2 separate regions of the Arabidopsis thaliana genome follow, and region 1 is linked to region 2. Evidence: chromatin contacts called from public capture Hi-C data. All regions are on one chromosome and are shown on one strand. Each heading gives the region's core, a stretch centred on a gene start, on an enhancer-like site or on the middle of the called end of the contact. The rest is flanking DNA. Distances are from core to core; before and after follow the strand shown.

What was found. Capture Hi-C pulls out chosen DNA fragments and counts their contacts.
Region 1: a contact with region 2 is called in a capture Hi-C map of root, with 2.2 times the contacts expected there. The contact joins the promoter of EMB3011 here to the promoter of AT5G12360 in region 2. A contact is called at or near these places in 2 of 26 Hi-C or Micro-C datasets (seedling and vegetative nucleus) and 1 of 3 other capture datasets (root).

What each region holds. Positions count from the first base shown.
Region 1 is chr5:4,117,644-4,124,244 of TAIR10.1, reverse strand. EMB3011 (RNA helicase family protein) reads right to left here and starts at 1,845. Exons shown (of 17, transcript NM_121304.6): 1 at 1,493-1,845; 2 at 1,272-1,383; 3 at 975-1,187; 4 at 779-816; 5 at 410-638; 6 at 72-239. The coding sequence starts at 1,498. GSL12 (glucan synthase-like 12) reads left to right here and starts at 2,756. Exons shown (of 43, transcript NM_121303.8): 1 at 2,756-2,903; 2 at 2,987-3,238; 3 at 3,324-3,424; 4 at 3,551-3,675; 5 at 3,786-3,879; 6 at 3,963-4,073; 7 at 4,148-4,264; 8 at 4,434-4,526; 9 at 4,722-4,813; 10 at 4,945-5,071; 11 at 5,478-5,615; 12 at 5,703-5,779; 13 at 5,870-5,963; 14 at 6,120-6,248; 2 more. The coding sequence starts at 3,043.
Region 2 is chr5:3,999,129-4,005,497 of TAIR10.1, reverse strand. AT5G12360 reads left to right here and starts at 2,756. Exons shown (of 5, transcript NM_121274.4): 1 at 2,756-3,129; 2 at 3,245-3,319; 3 at 3,811-4,080; 4 at 4,179-4,225; 5 at 4,411-4,608. The coding sequence starts at 3,250. The coding sequence ends at 4,608. SEC10 (exocyst complex component sec10) reads left to right here. Exons shown (of 25, transcript NM_001036794.2): 16 at 173-226; 17 at 295-411; 18 at 497-589; 19 at 736-882; 20 at 1,005-1,102; 21 at 1,258-1,342; 22 at 1,707-1,765; 23 at 2,070-2,168; 24 at 2,255-2,338; 25 at 2,418-2,756. The coding sequence ends at 2,496. AT5G12350 (Regulator of chromosome condensation (RCC1) family with FYVE zinc finger domain-containing protein) reads right to left here. Exons shown (of 9, transcript NM_121273.5): 6 at 5,996-6,369; 7 at 5,573-5,719; 8 at 5,161-5,483; 9 at 4,697-5,070. The coding sequence ends at 4,953.

The sequences.
Region 1 (6,601 bases), core at 596-3,095, 120 kb before region 2:
TTGTTAATCTTTTCCCGGGGTTGCAATTAATAGAACCAAATTACAAATATTAAAATTAAAACACAACATACTAGTTGAACGTGGTGTATCCAGCCACGGGGAGGCTAAACGAGCATCAGGTGAAGCTGCAGCTAACATGGGTGATGGAGAAGGTTGAGGTCGCCTGCTGTAACTAGAGCCTCTGTCTCCGTGAGGACTACGTTCCCATTCGTCCTGTCCATCATCCCAGTCTGACCTACCTACACTCCATCAAAAAGGCCAAATAAGTGTTGTGTTTGCAACACTCATCACACTTATGGGAACAAAAAATTGAAAATAGACAAAATTGTATAGAGATAAATGTAGTGACATTTATGTCAATAAGCTCATAAATTGATAGCTTTATGAGCTTCAACAATCTTTAGCATACCTGGAGTCCTCCAATCGCTATTGTATCTCCTACGCTTTTCTCCGTGATAGTCTCGGTCAGATTGGCGATAAGATTCCCTCCGTCGGTAGTGATCCATCTCATCATAAGTGTTTCTCTGTCTTGACCGCGGAGTTTCACTTCTGTCACGCCTATGTTCTTCTCGATGCCTATTGCTACCACCTCTTTCATAACTAGATGTGCAAGATAAAGTCCTTGGAGTTATGGAGATCTTCATTCCAACAGGTGAAAAATATGTCAGAATACTAAAAGTCAAGTTGCATGTACTCTTAAAAATCAGTTAAGTAAGTAGAAAAGATAGATAACCCAGGGCAAAATAATGATTTCATTATTAGGATGGAATTGACTTACATCTGAAGTTCCAGCATTCTCTGTAGTCACGGTACTTTCTGCAATACAAAAAAATAAATAAATCACAAATGTCATAAGTCATAAGCACAGGAGTTCAGAAAAACGAATGAAGGTGGTATTTCAACATCGTACTTATGCTCACAAAGAAGGATCAAAGTCTAGGGCTGAAAACTACATATTGATGAGAAAAAAATACCTTGTGCAGACTGAGATCTTGAAGACTTCTCTCTATATCGCCTGCTGGAATGGACAGGTCGAGTGTTTTCTGTTCCAAAATCTAATCCTGATACATCAGATTTATCTTCTTCATCCAACGATGATGTAACAGATATTGCTGACTTCTTCGGAACCTTAAACTCGCCCTCAGTCTTGGCATTATCCTTTTTCTCAATTGCCCTTGCATCCAAACCTACAAATGTATTATCCCCATGGGTTCAATACGGTTCCAAAACAAGTAATCAAAATGCAAAAGCTCACAAATCCCAACTCATACCTAAACGGGACTTTCTCTCAGGAGCTTTAAAAGTCAATTTATCCTTCACAGGGACACCACCATTGGTTTCCTTGTCGGCTTCTAACGTTTCCGTAGTTTTGAATGGATCAACCTATATCATAAACAATACAATTATTGCTTGTACACATAATCAAGTTCCTCAAGCGCAAAACAACTTAAAAAATCCGAAAATTTGGCAAAATCAGCAAATCGGAACTTACCCCCATTACTCAGTCGACGATTTGAGCTCAAAACCGAATCTTCAATCCCGGAAATCGAAGACAGCTTCGTCCTTCGTTCCTTATCGGCGAGACAACGACTCCGGCGAGGATAGATTACTTTCCCTAGTTTATTAGGGCTTTGGTTCCTTCAACTCCTCTTGAGTGATTGATTCCAGGTGCTTTTTTCTGAATTATCCAATTTCAACAACGTGAAACACCTTCTTTGGATCAACCTTTGATATCTCCTCAGAGAGAGAGATATCTGGAAGCTGAGAAAGTTAGCAACACGATCGGAACAAAGGATCACCGCCGGTTAGGTTACACACGCTTTAACGCGATTCAGTATGTGCGTGGGATTATTTTTTATAAGTTTTGAATCAGAAAAAAAGTTTTACATATGGGCCGATTTATTTTACATATGGGCCTTTTAGCATTAACGCATTGTTATGTTTTTTACGCCGACGTATGCTTTTTTGTTTGGGCTCAACATAACTTTATTGATAAAGAGTATGACCGGCCTATGTATGAGGCTGCTACTTATCGACAGCAACATGACTTGAGTGAAAGTGAAAGTGAAAGTGATGCTATCGGAGTTGTTGTTGTTGTTCAGGACTAGGACTGGTATATCTTTGATAAATGGTTGGCCAGCAGGCCATGCTTGCACTTGCATCAAAGCTTGAATAACATCTTTGGTATCCTGACTCATAAATTACATGTTTAAAGCCCATGTTTAGGATAAAAACTTACATCAAATTAAACACTTGAAACATATAATTTGGAATAAGATCTAACGAAAACTTATTGGTTATAAAACAATCAAAGGTTATTAGTTATCTAATTACTTTAAACACTGCGCCAAATCCTCTAATCTTGTTGGACAAACGCAACGGTAAAAACAACGTCAAACAAAACGGTAAAAAAATATTGAAAAAAGTAATGACGAGTCATATGAGGTCAAAGAAGCCATTCAAGTTTTTAAAAAACCGCTAACACTTTTTTTATTGGAATCTTCGACTTTTTTGAAATTCCAAATCCCCTTACAAAAATACCCTTTCGGTTCATAAGTATTACGTTATTTGTCTCAGTGAATAGATTGGAGGTACCTTTTTTTGCTTGCTCCAAGACAAAACCGACATTGCCACAGTTTAAACTTGGTGGTGTTACTGTAATTAAATGGAAGGTAGAGCCTTTTTCTGGACACGACCTTCGAAAGTGTCCTTTTTAAAATTTCTTTTTATTTTTGTGTCTATTAAAGCGGTGCTTAAAAAAGGAAGATAAATACAAAAAAACATTCATTTCAGACTGCTCTCTCTCTCTCCCTTTCACTTTGCGTACTTAGCAGCTAAGTAGCTTAAAAAGTTGTGGCTCCTTTGCTCCGCCATTGTTAGGGTTTCTGGATCTCCGTTTCTCTGTATGTTCTTCTCAATGTTGCATCTCTGTTCGTCACTGTTGATTTTTAACCATCTTCGTCTAATGACTTTTGTTTGTTTTCAGGGAGGCTGAGGAAACCTTAAAACGATTTAAAACCTGGAGGTTATAGGGTAGACAAAATGTCTGCTACGAGAGGAGGTCCTGATCAAGGGCCGTCTCAGCCTCAGCAGCGGCGGATTATACGAACTCAGACTGCTGGTAATCTTGGAGAGTCATTCGATAGTGAAGTTGTTCCATCATCTCTTGTTGAGATTGCCCCCATTCTTCGGGTTGCTAATGAAGTTGAATCTAGTAATCCTAGGGTTGCGTATCTCTGTAAGTTCTTCTAAAACTTATTTCTTAATTTGGTTCTCTGTCATTTGGTTGTTTATCTGGTTTTTGGTTCTGCTTTCTCCCTTAGGTCGGTTTTATGCATTTGAGAAAGCACATAGATTGGATCCTACCTCCAGTGGAAGAGGTGTTCGGCAGTTTAAGACTGCACTTCTACAGCGTCTTGAAAGAGTGAGCATTCTTTATACTCTGCTTGATTCTTGCATGTGGCAGATTTGGATAGCTATTAGAAGGAATCTTGGTTTTAGTACTTTTCTTTGACAAATGTGGTCTACTGTTGCTTTGATTTTTTTGCAGGAACATGATCCAACACTGATGGGCAGGGTTAAGAAAAGTGATGCCCGTGAAATGCAAAGCTTTTATCAACACTACTATAAGAAGTATATTCAAGCTTTGCACAATGCTGCTGATAAGGCTGACCGGTATGTCTAACTTACTTAAATTGTCTTTTTAAGATGCTAATTTGTGTTTTGCCAGTGTTTGAGAGCACTAAATTCTCTTAATGATACTTTGAAGTGCTGTTAATTTTCAGTGCCCAGCTGACAAAGGCATACCAAACTGCCAATGTTTTGTTTGAGGTGTTGAAGGCTGTTAATCTGACACAGTCCATTGAGGTTGACCGGGAGGTAAGGCATTGTGACCTTCTAGTCCTGTCTCTTTTTTTTTTCCATCTCTTGTGCAACTTTACAATGAAGTTGAATGGTTCCAGATTCTGGAAGCTCAAGATAAGGTTGCAGAAAAGACACAGTTGTATGTCCCCTATAATATCCTACCTCTCGATCCTGATAGTGCCAATCAAGCGATTATGAGATATCCTGAGGTTAGTCCTCTTCTTGTTGGGCATTGTTATTATTTGTAATATGTTATCAGCGGGTGATGTAATCCTTACTGCAGATCCAAGCTGCTGTTCTTGCTCTCCGCAATACTAGAGGTCTTCCTTGGCCAGAAGGTCACAAGAAAAAGAAAGATGAAGACATGCTTGATTGGCTTCAAGAAATGTTTGGATTTCAGGTAATTTTTCTAGTTCGTGATGCTTGCCAATTGTCATTAAGCTTTTGTTGAGAGTAATCTATAAATTCTTTAATGGTTTGGCGGAAAGACAATGCAGCTAATCTTAGGAGCACTTAATCTTATTACTTGCTAACATGCAATTTTTCTTGTTTATGCTATGGTTCTGCAGAAAGACAATGTGGCTAATCAAAGGGAGCATCTGATCTTATTACTTGCTAATGTGCATATAAGACAATTTCCTAAGCCTGATCAGCAGCCAAAGGTTTATACCTTAATTTTACCATTGTTGAAAGACCACTTTTATATAGGTTTCGTGTGTCCATGCATGTAGGACATTTCTGCGCAGTACATTTTTTTTCCATGGAATATATATGTAACTGCATCCTACTATGAGCATAATATTTAATGAATGTACTTTCAGTTTATCCTTTCGTTTGTTCTCATTGTGCCCTCACAGTTAGATGATCAAGCATTGACAGAAGTGATGAAGAAGCTTTTCAAGAACTATAAGAAATGGTGCAAATACCTTGGTCGAAAGAGTAGTCTTTGGTAAGGGAATTGTAGCAACAGAGAGTTTCTGTATGCTGTTCATGTACAGGAATTAGATTTCGTGTGTGTGTCTAAATGTTTATGCAAACTCTGGTGTGGAGAATCTGTTTTAAAGTATGATCTTCTTGTAGGTTGCCAACTATACAGCAGGAAATGCAGCAGCGCAAACTATTGTATATGGCCCTGTATCTTCTAATTTGGGGTGAAGCAGCGAACTTGAGATTCATGCCAGAGTGTCTCTGCTACATTTATCATCATGTAAGTTTCAGTTTGTAAGGTCTTCCGTAGTTTGTGCGTGATTCTTGTATTTTTATGCTTGTCCGCCAATGATAATCTTATGCTTTACTGTCATTCTTAATCCTTGAAAGTTATATCTTTTGTTGTTTATATTTCTGCTAAGGAGCTATAACTTGCACGCACAGTAATAAAATTGTCATCTGAGTCTTGTTTTGAGGCAAAACATGTGTATATGTGCTCAGGTTGACGTATTTCTGATGAGAAAATGTCAATTGATATTATTCCCCTTAGAAATTAGAATGTTGGTTAAATGTCAATTGTGCTCAGGGTACCATGCTTTCTTTTGATAAATACACAGATTTTTTGCTAGTATGCGTTCCTAGATGTGATATTCTTATACTTCCTACTCTATTTCATGCTTTCGCAGATGGCATTTGAACTCTATGGTATGCTGGCTGGGAATGTTAGTCCTATGACTGGGGAAAATGTGAAGCCAGCTTATGGAGGCGAGGAAGATGCATTCTTGAGGAAAGTTGTGACTCCTATTTATGAAGTGATTCAGATGGTAGGCCTTAAATTTCGAGCTTTTCCTTGTGCTTTCAGCAGTTTTTTGCTTGTTAATATTCTTACTCACTAATTGTGCCATTCACAGGAGGCTCAAAGAAGCAAAAAAGGGAAGTCTAAGCACTCTCAGTGGAGGAACTACGATGATTTGAATGAATACTTTTGGTGATATATCTATCTACCTGCTTTCACACAGTCGTAAAGGTCTTCATAAGTGGTTTCTACGATTAATCAAGTATGGTTTCTTCATTGCAGGTCAGTTGATTGTTTTCGGTTAGGTTGGCCAATGCGAGCTGATGCTGATTTCTTTTGTCTGCCTGTTGCTGTACCCAATACAGAAAAGGACGGGGTACACTATAACTACACATCTTCTCTGTTCTTGTCTATATATTTTTTTTGGGTTTCGGGAATCTGCTACACTGCTCTAGTTTCTAGGTGGTGTGGTTTTTTTTATACTAGGAACTCTAATCTTTTGCTACTGAATTTTTTTTATCATATATCACAGGATAACAGCAAGCCTATTGTCGCCAGAGATAGATGGGTTGGTAAAGTTAATTTTGTTGAGATTCGTTCTTTCTGGCATGTCTTCAGAAGTTTCGATCGAATGTGGAGCTTCTATATTCTGTGCCTCCAGGTATTACTATCTTCTATATGTCTCTGCCTCTCTCTGGAGCTGATGTATTAAAGAAATGCACATTCTCATAAAATATGATTTCGATGATGAATTTTGGAAGGCCATGATTATTATGGCCTGGGATGGCGGACAACCAAGTTCAGTCTTTGGAGCTGATGTATTCAAGAAAGTTCTGAGCGTGTTTATCACAGCTGCAATAATGAAACTTGGACAAGGTTGGTTAATGTAATTGTTCAATACTTTCATAAGTTTACTTGAGTGACGAAAGCTCATCTACTAGAACTATTTCTGCAGCTGTTCTTGATGTGATCCTTAATTTCAAAGCTCATCAAAGCATGACACTACATGTTAAA
Region 2 (6,369 bases), core at 1,507-4,006:
AGAAACTTTTCCAAAATAAGTTAGTTGCTGTGAATTTTGAGAAAAGATGTCGGAATAGGATATTGACAAAGAAATAATCTAAAATATTGATTTTGGCTGAATTATCTAACAGTAAGTAAACTTTAATATCTGGGATTGCATATCTGATATTTATAATTATTTTTTTGTGCAGCCAGCCACACTTGCAGCCAATGTTAAAGCTATATTTACTTGCCTGCTAGACCAGGTATGCTGTTCATGAGATTCTAGAGTCATTCATATTAATAGAGCTGATGCAATGATGAGTTCTTGCAGGTGAGCGTATACATAACTGAGGGACTTGAACGGGCAAGGGATAGCCTGTCTGAAGCTGCAGCATTGAGGGAGAGATTTGTTTTGGGCAGAAGAGTAGCTGCTGCAGCTGCTTCTGCTGTAATTCCTTCTCTTTTCTATTTCTCACTATTTGAAATGCTATTGTTATGTGGAGTTAATTATAGTTTCTTTGATTGTTTCTCAGGCAGAAGCTGCTGCTGCTGCTGGTGAAAGTAGCTTTAAATCCTTCATGGTTGCTGTGCAACGTTGCGGTAGCAGTGTTGCTATAGTTCAGCAGGCATGTTGGATTACTTTTATGGTTATCAGTTCGTTTCAATTATTTCATCTGAGAAGGCTTCTCCTACTCAACTATTAAAGTATTCAAATAGTTTGACCCAATCTTCTACAATGAAAATTCTATAATCATCTAATTTTCTTTTCCAGTATTTTGCAAATTCTATATCTCGGCTTCTCCTACCAGTGGATGGTGCACATGCTGCTTCATGTGAAGAAATGTCAACTGCTCTGTCCAAAGCAGAGGCAGCTGCTTATAAAGGACTTCAGCAGTGCATTGAAACTGTGATGGCTGAGGTTAGTTCTTTTTTGTGTACATTACAAACAGAGCCATGAGGTTCAACCCTGAACAGGTTTAGGAGTCATGCTTAATATTTTCTTTCCCCTCATTTTAAGGACTCTAATATGGTCTTTTTCAGGTTGATAGGCTACTTTCATCTGAGCAGAAGTCTACTGATTATAGATCAACTGATGATGGAATTGCTTCTGACCACCGTCCAACAAATGCCTGCATAAGGTTAAAGGCTTCACCTTTTTTTTTTTTTAGTTTGATAAGCCAGAAGTGCTTATCTGTAGTTATACTTAGTAGATTTCTGAACCATTTTACAAAATATCTATTGATCACGTCTCAACACTGTGCTATTCTTTTATCTGATTTTTTCTCTTGTTTAGGGTCGTGGCTTATCTTTCCCGGGTACTTGAGTCTGCTTTCACTGCCTTGGAAGGTCTTAATAAGCAAGCCTTCCTGACTGAACTGGTATGATTTCTTTCTCACCACAGATTTCGTTAAGCCTTTTGGTTACTATTTGATCTGTTCGAAGTATTTATTCGCCCTGGCCTTTGCTTTTTATTGCTTTGTCCAACGACGGATTAGAGAAGAAAAAGAAACATTCTAAGCTTAAGTTCCTGTGTGATAACTTCGACTTTTCCATATACTGCCATCTTTTTGCCTATGAAATGGCAGTCTTTAACAAATGAATGATCCAATTAAAAAGCAACTCAATCTTGTTTTCCACTACTGTGGTGACTTCAAAATAAATAGTTAAAAAAAATAATTTATAATTTATGCATCATATAGAGAAGGATGAGGATTTGAATTAAGTTTTCTTTATCATTTTCAGGGAAATAGGTTAGAAAAACTGCTACTAACACACTGGCAGAAGTTCACTTTCAATCCCAGGTATGATTTCAGCTCTTTGTATGTTTTCTCTTTTCCTTACTAAAATCGCATCTGCAGAATAACCGAAAATGAGATTCAGGGCCCTAATAAATCAAACATAGATAACCATTCCAAATTTGCTATCTCTGAGTTTTCACTCTGATCTGACATGAATGCAATGTTTGATTCGCACCTCTTGGTATAAATGTTTTGTCGGATCAAATCAAAGTCTTGACCACATTAAATAAAAGATCCATTGCAAAATTAGGTCTGAGTGAATAAACCTTGGTTCTGTTTTTATGATTACTAACACTTGGGTTGACAGTGGAGGACTGCGGCTGAAGCGTGACTTAAACGAGTATGTAGGATTTGTTAAAAGCTTCGGTGCTCCATCTGTGGATGAGAAATTTGAGCTTCTGGGAATGTAAATAACAATCTTGAGACTCTCTTGTCACTTTAATTCTTCTTCTTCTTATTATTATTTATTGTAATCACTTTTTGTGAGTGCAGAATAGCGAATGTTTTCATAGTTGCTCCAGATAGTCTGCCAACATTGTTCGAGGGAAGTCCAAGCATTCGCAAAGACGCACAAAGGTAAGAATAGAAAGAGATTATAAAGGATAAAATAGAAAGAATAAAAATGATGAAATAAAGAGTTGAGAATAATGTGCAGGTTTATTCAACTGAGGGAGGACTATAAGAGTGCGAAGCTGGCAACAAAACTCAGCTCCTTGTGGCCAAGCTTGAGCTGATCTCTCAATGTTTAAAGAACACACTTGAACCAGTCAGTCAGTGCCACCACCAGATATATATTATTTTATGTATATACCATGAAATCTTGCCTCCTCTCTTCATTCTGAATCGTTATGGGTCTTAATTTGTGTTTTCTTTTTCGCTTGAGACAGTGACCAATATATTTGAGATATCGTTTTGGTCCAAAAAATTAAAATATTTGAGATGTCGTTATGAGTCTCAAGACAGATGTTTTACTTTCTGCATAAAAATTGGAAAGATGCAAAATAGGAGAAAATAAAAGAAGTAACTAACTTAAATTAACACTGTAAAAGTTATGCAAAGCCATTAGCCATTAAAACATCCTTGCGCCTCGTTGATCACGATGCTGCAAAAAAAAAAAGGGAGTAAAGAATTTGAAAATGTTACAAATAAACGGACCGCTCTCTCTCTCTCTGTTCGTTTGAAATTCTGCATACCCTAAATCGCAGCAGATTCGTTCTCTTCGTCTTCCGTTTAGAGCAGAGTCCTTGCTGTTTCTCTATCATCACTCTCTTCTTCTTAATTTCTGCCAACTCTTTTGGGGATTTTGGTTGGTGGGGAAATTGTTTAGCTGTTGATTTGGAGTTTCTCTATCCGCTCATCGGCATCTTGTGAGTCTAATCTTTAGTGATTGGGTTTGATTTTGTTGATATCGAGATTGCTTCATTTCCCACTCATTCGCTGCTTGTTCATGTAAAATTTACCCCCAAAATTGGTTGAATGTAGTGAGCATGGCCAACACAATTCTTCGCGGGCAGATGATTTTTCAGGACGAGAATGCATTGGCGGCCCTTGGAAAAAGTAATTTTTACCTACACTGCAATCTCTGGGTTTTTTGCTCCCTTTTATCTTATTGGACAAAGAAATCGTTTTTTTTTGTGATGACTCGTTTGTCCTATGGTTGGAAAATCTTTGGAGACTATACGAGAAATGAAACATGAAGGACCTACCAAGTTGCGAATATTTCTGTCTTTTTTTCTCTTGGATTCATATGAGAGGTCTTGGTTTCTTGAATTAAGAGCTTCTTATTATTGCTTAGAGATACATTCATGAATTTGCTTCAGGGTCTGTATTTATAATCATGTCCAATATTATGCTTAGGATCAAATTTGAACTAAGTTTTGTTTTGTGTCCATCTTGTATATGTTTTTATTCATCAGTGTAAGCATGAGAATGTATGTTCACCATGGAACATGTTTTTATTTATAGAATTTCTGTAATTCTAGAGGTAGAGCTCCTGGCAACTTATTATGTTTCTAAAGTCTTTTTTTTTTTTTTTTTTGACATTGTAGAGGCGGTTGCTGCTGGAAAAGGTAAGAGTTCACTCGCAGCTCCAAAGAAAAATGGGGCGGGTTTCGGAAGCCGCAAGGCTCTCCATGACATTACAAACAAGTCAAAGTTGCAACCTCAAGCTTCATCCACGACGAGGAAGGATGTTGAGGGAGTGGATTTTGACATAGCAAAGGAAGGTTTCTTGCATGATCACAGCAAATGCATTGAAGAACAACAACAAGACCAGTGGGATAGCTACTTCTCTGAACACATCATCCTGCATGGACATGGTAATAATGACTTATGAAGAAAGAACCCTTTTTCTCTATCTTATGTTTCCTTTGCTTGGCTTAATTCTCTGAAGCCTAATTTTTGTTCTGCTTTTCAGAGACAAACATCAAAGAAGGGGTTCCTCAATACAATAATATTCAAGAGGTAAGATTAGCTTTTACCTTACCTTGTCTTTCTCTATCTTGATTATGTTGAGTTATAAGAGAATCGTTCTTCTAAGATCGTTGGTTAATGCCATAAGAGTTTAGAGGAGACAAACACATAGCATCGTATTGTAGCTCCGGTTTTGAGCAACTTTCATGACTCTTTCACTTGTTTTTGTGCCTAAGATTGATGCTGAGAACAGCTGGGATGAACTCAAAGAGATACCAATGGAGGAGTTTTCCGATCTGCTGGAATGCTCAACTCAATGGCGCTCACCACCAGACTCACTAAGCCATCACCATTCTTCGTTACCTTCATCGCCTTTGCCATGGCATTTTGAAACTGTAGAATTCAAGCTCAAGGAGGATGAAGACACCACTTGAGGTCCAGTTTTACTTTAGTTGTTTTTTTTTTGTTGGAACAATATCAGTAACTTCTTAGTTTCTAATGTGATGATGTATCTACAAATCTGCTCGAAATCCAATTACTCAGCATTGTTTCTAGGGGGTAAAAACACTGTATGTTTTATAGGATTTACAGAATGATTTAACCACAAAGAATTTACAACTTTATCACAAACAACACCACACAAATCCCAAACTACAATGAAAGCACTTAAAAACATCTAATTTCTCTCTATATATATCTGTTGTTATATCCCGAGATTCTGCACTCACCTGAATCGGGCATAGGAAAAAAATAGACAACTGGTTGGTGTTAAAGAGTTTCAGCGAGGCAAGTCCTCACTGGCTTTGTCAACCATGCGAACATTGTATTGTTCATAGACTCTTCCTCTGTTATCTGCCCACCACTGTTCTGCTTGTATCTCACTAAACCTTTTTCGGCTGTCAGAAAACAAAACAGTAATTACAGTCCAATCTTCAGACATAAAAAAACTGATTGTTTCTTTTTAGGTAGATAAGAAACTATTATACCTGAAACGGACGCGTTTGAGATCTCTAGCACCTCCGGCTAAGGCTGTAAGAGTGATATAGACACCAGGTTCATCTTGTTCAACCCATTCCTTCTCGTTCCGTGCTTCATTCGTTGCTTCACCATTCCCAAATGCAGGTGTCATGGTCCCATTAGAAAACATTGGGGTCGTGATGCCATTTGGCTCGGATTCTTGGCTATTTGCTTGGTTTAAGATATTAAAAGGGTCAATGCGACCAGGGCTGGAACCAAATGAGTTAAGAGAAGGAGGAGACTTCACAGTCCGAGCTGATCCAACGGGTAATCTTTCGGCCATGTCTTTTAACTGCATAGTTATGTTGATGTGTTAAAATCAGTATAAGAAATCACCAATAATTGCATAAACCATATTTTTATTTTAAACTTGGAAATTACTTGAGCGGTAAGTGATTTGATCACTTCTTTTGCTGCCTTGCATCTTGTCGTTTCTTCATTAGTTATTGCCAACGCCTCTTTTAGCTGCTTGGTTGTTCTTTCCAGCTCAACTTCTTGAAGCTGGGCCTTCCTTGTAAGACTTTCAACCTTGTAATATCAATTACTGGTTAGCAAAGAAGCAATCCTAGAGAGAAACTGACTAACTGAAGCAGTATTTAAATTTCAAAAAGAAGTAAATGTTTCATAAGGAAACCAAGTAAATTGGCGGCCAAGCCTTCTCCAATCCTACAAATAGCATGATTTCACCACAAAGTAAAATCCAGAACGTACTTGGCCGTGACAGGAAACAAAGCATAATCTCACCAACTACATCTTTTTGCAGCAAAGAATGTGGGAAGGATTTTGGAGATAAGAGAAATATACCTGAGATCTTAGCTTAACGACCTCTTGGCTTAGGTTATCATTGGTTCTCTTAGTATCATCCACTACAAATTTTGGTGTGGCTAGTCCTGAAAGAGTGGGAGTCGGTGTAGTTGACCGGGGTGGACTAGGACGCCTCGATATTGGGGAAGTTGCCCGAGACACAATTCGAGAACCAGGAACAGAAGCTGAGAAGAACTTCTTTGATGCTCCAAATACTGGATTGAAAGACTTGGCTATGTTAAGTGCACCCCGTTGAGAGCTTCCACTCGGTATGGGTGAGACACGACTACTATTGAATTCATACTTCTTGTTCTTCTTATGTCGACTGTCCACTTGTCTCATGGATTCCATTAATGAAAATCTAGCTAACTGTC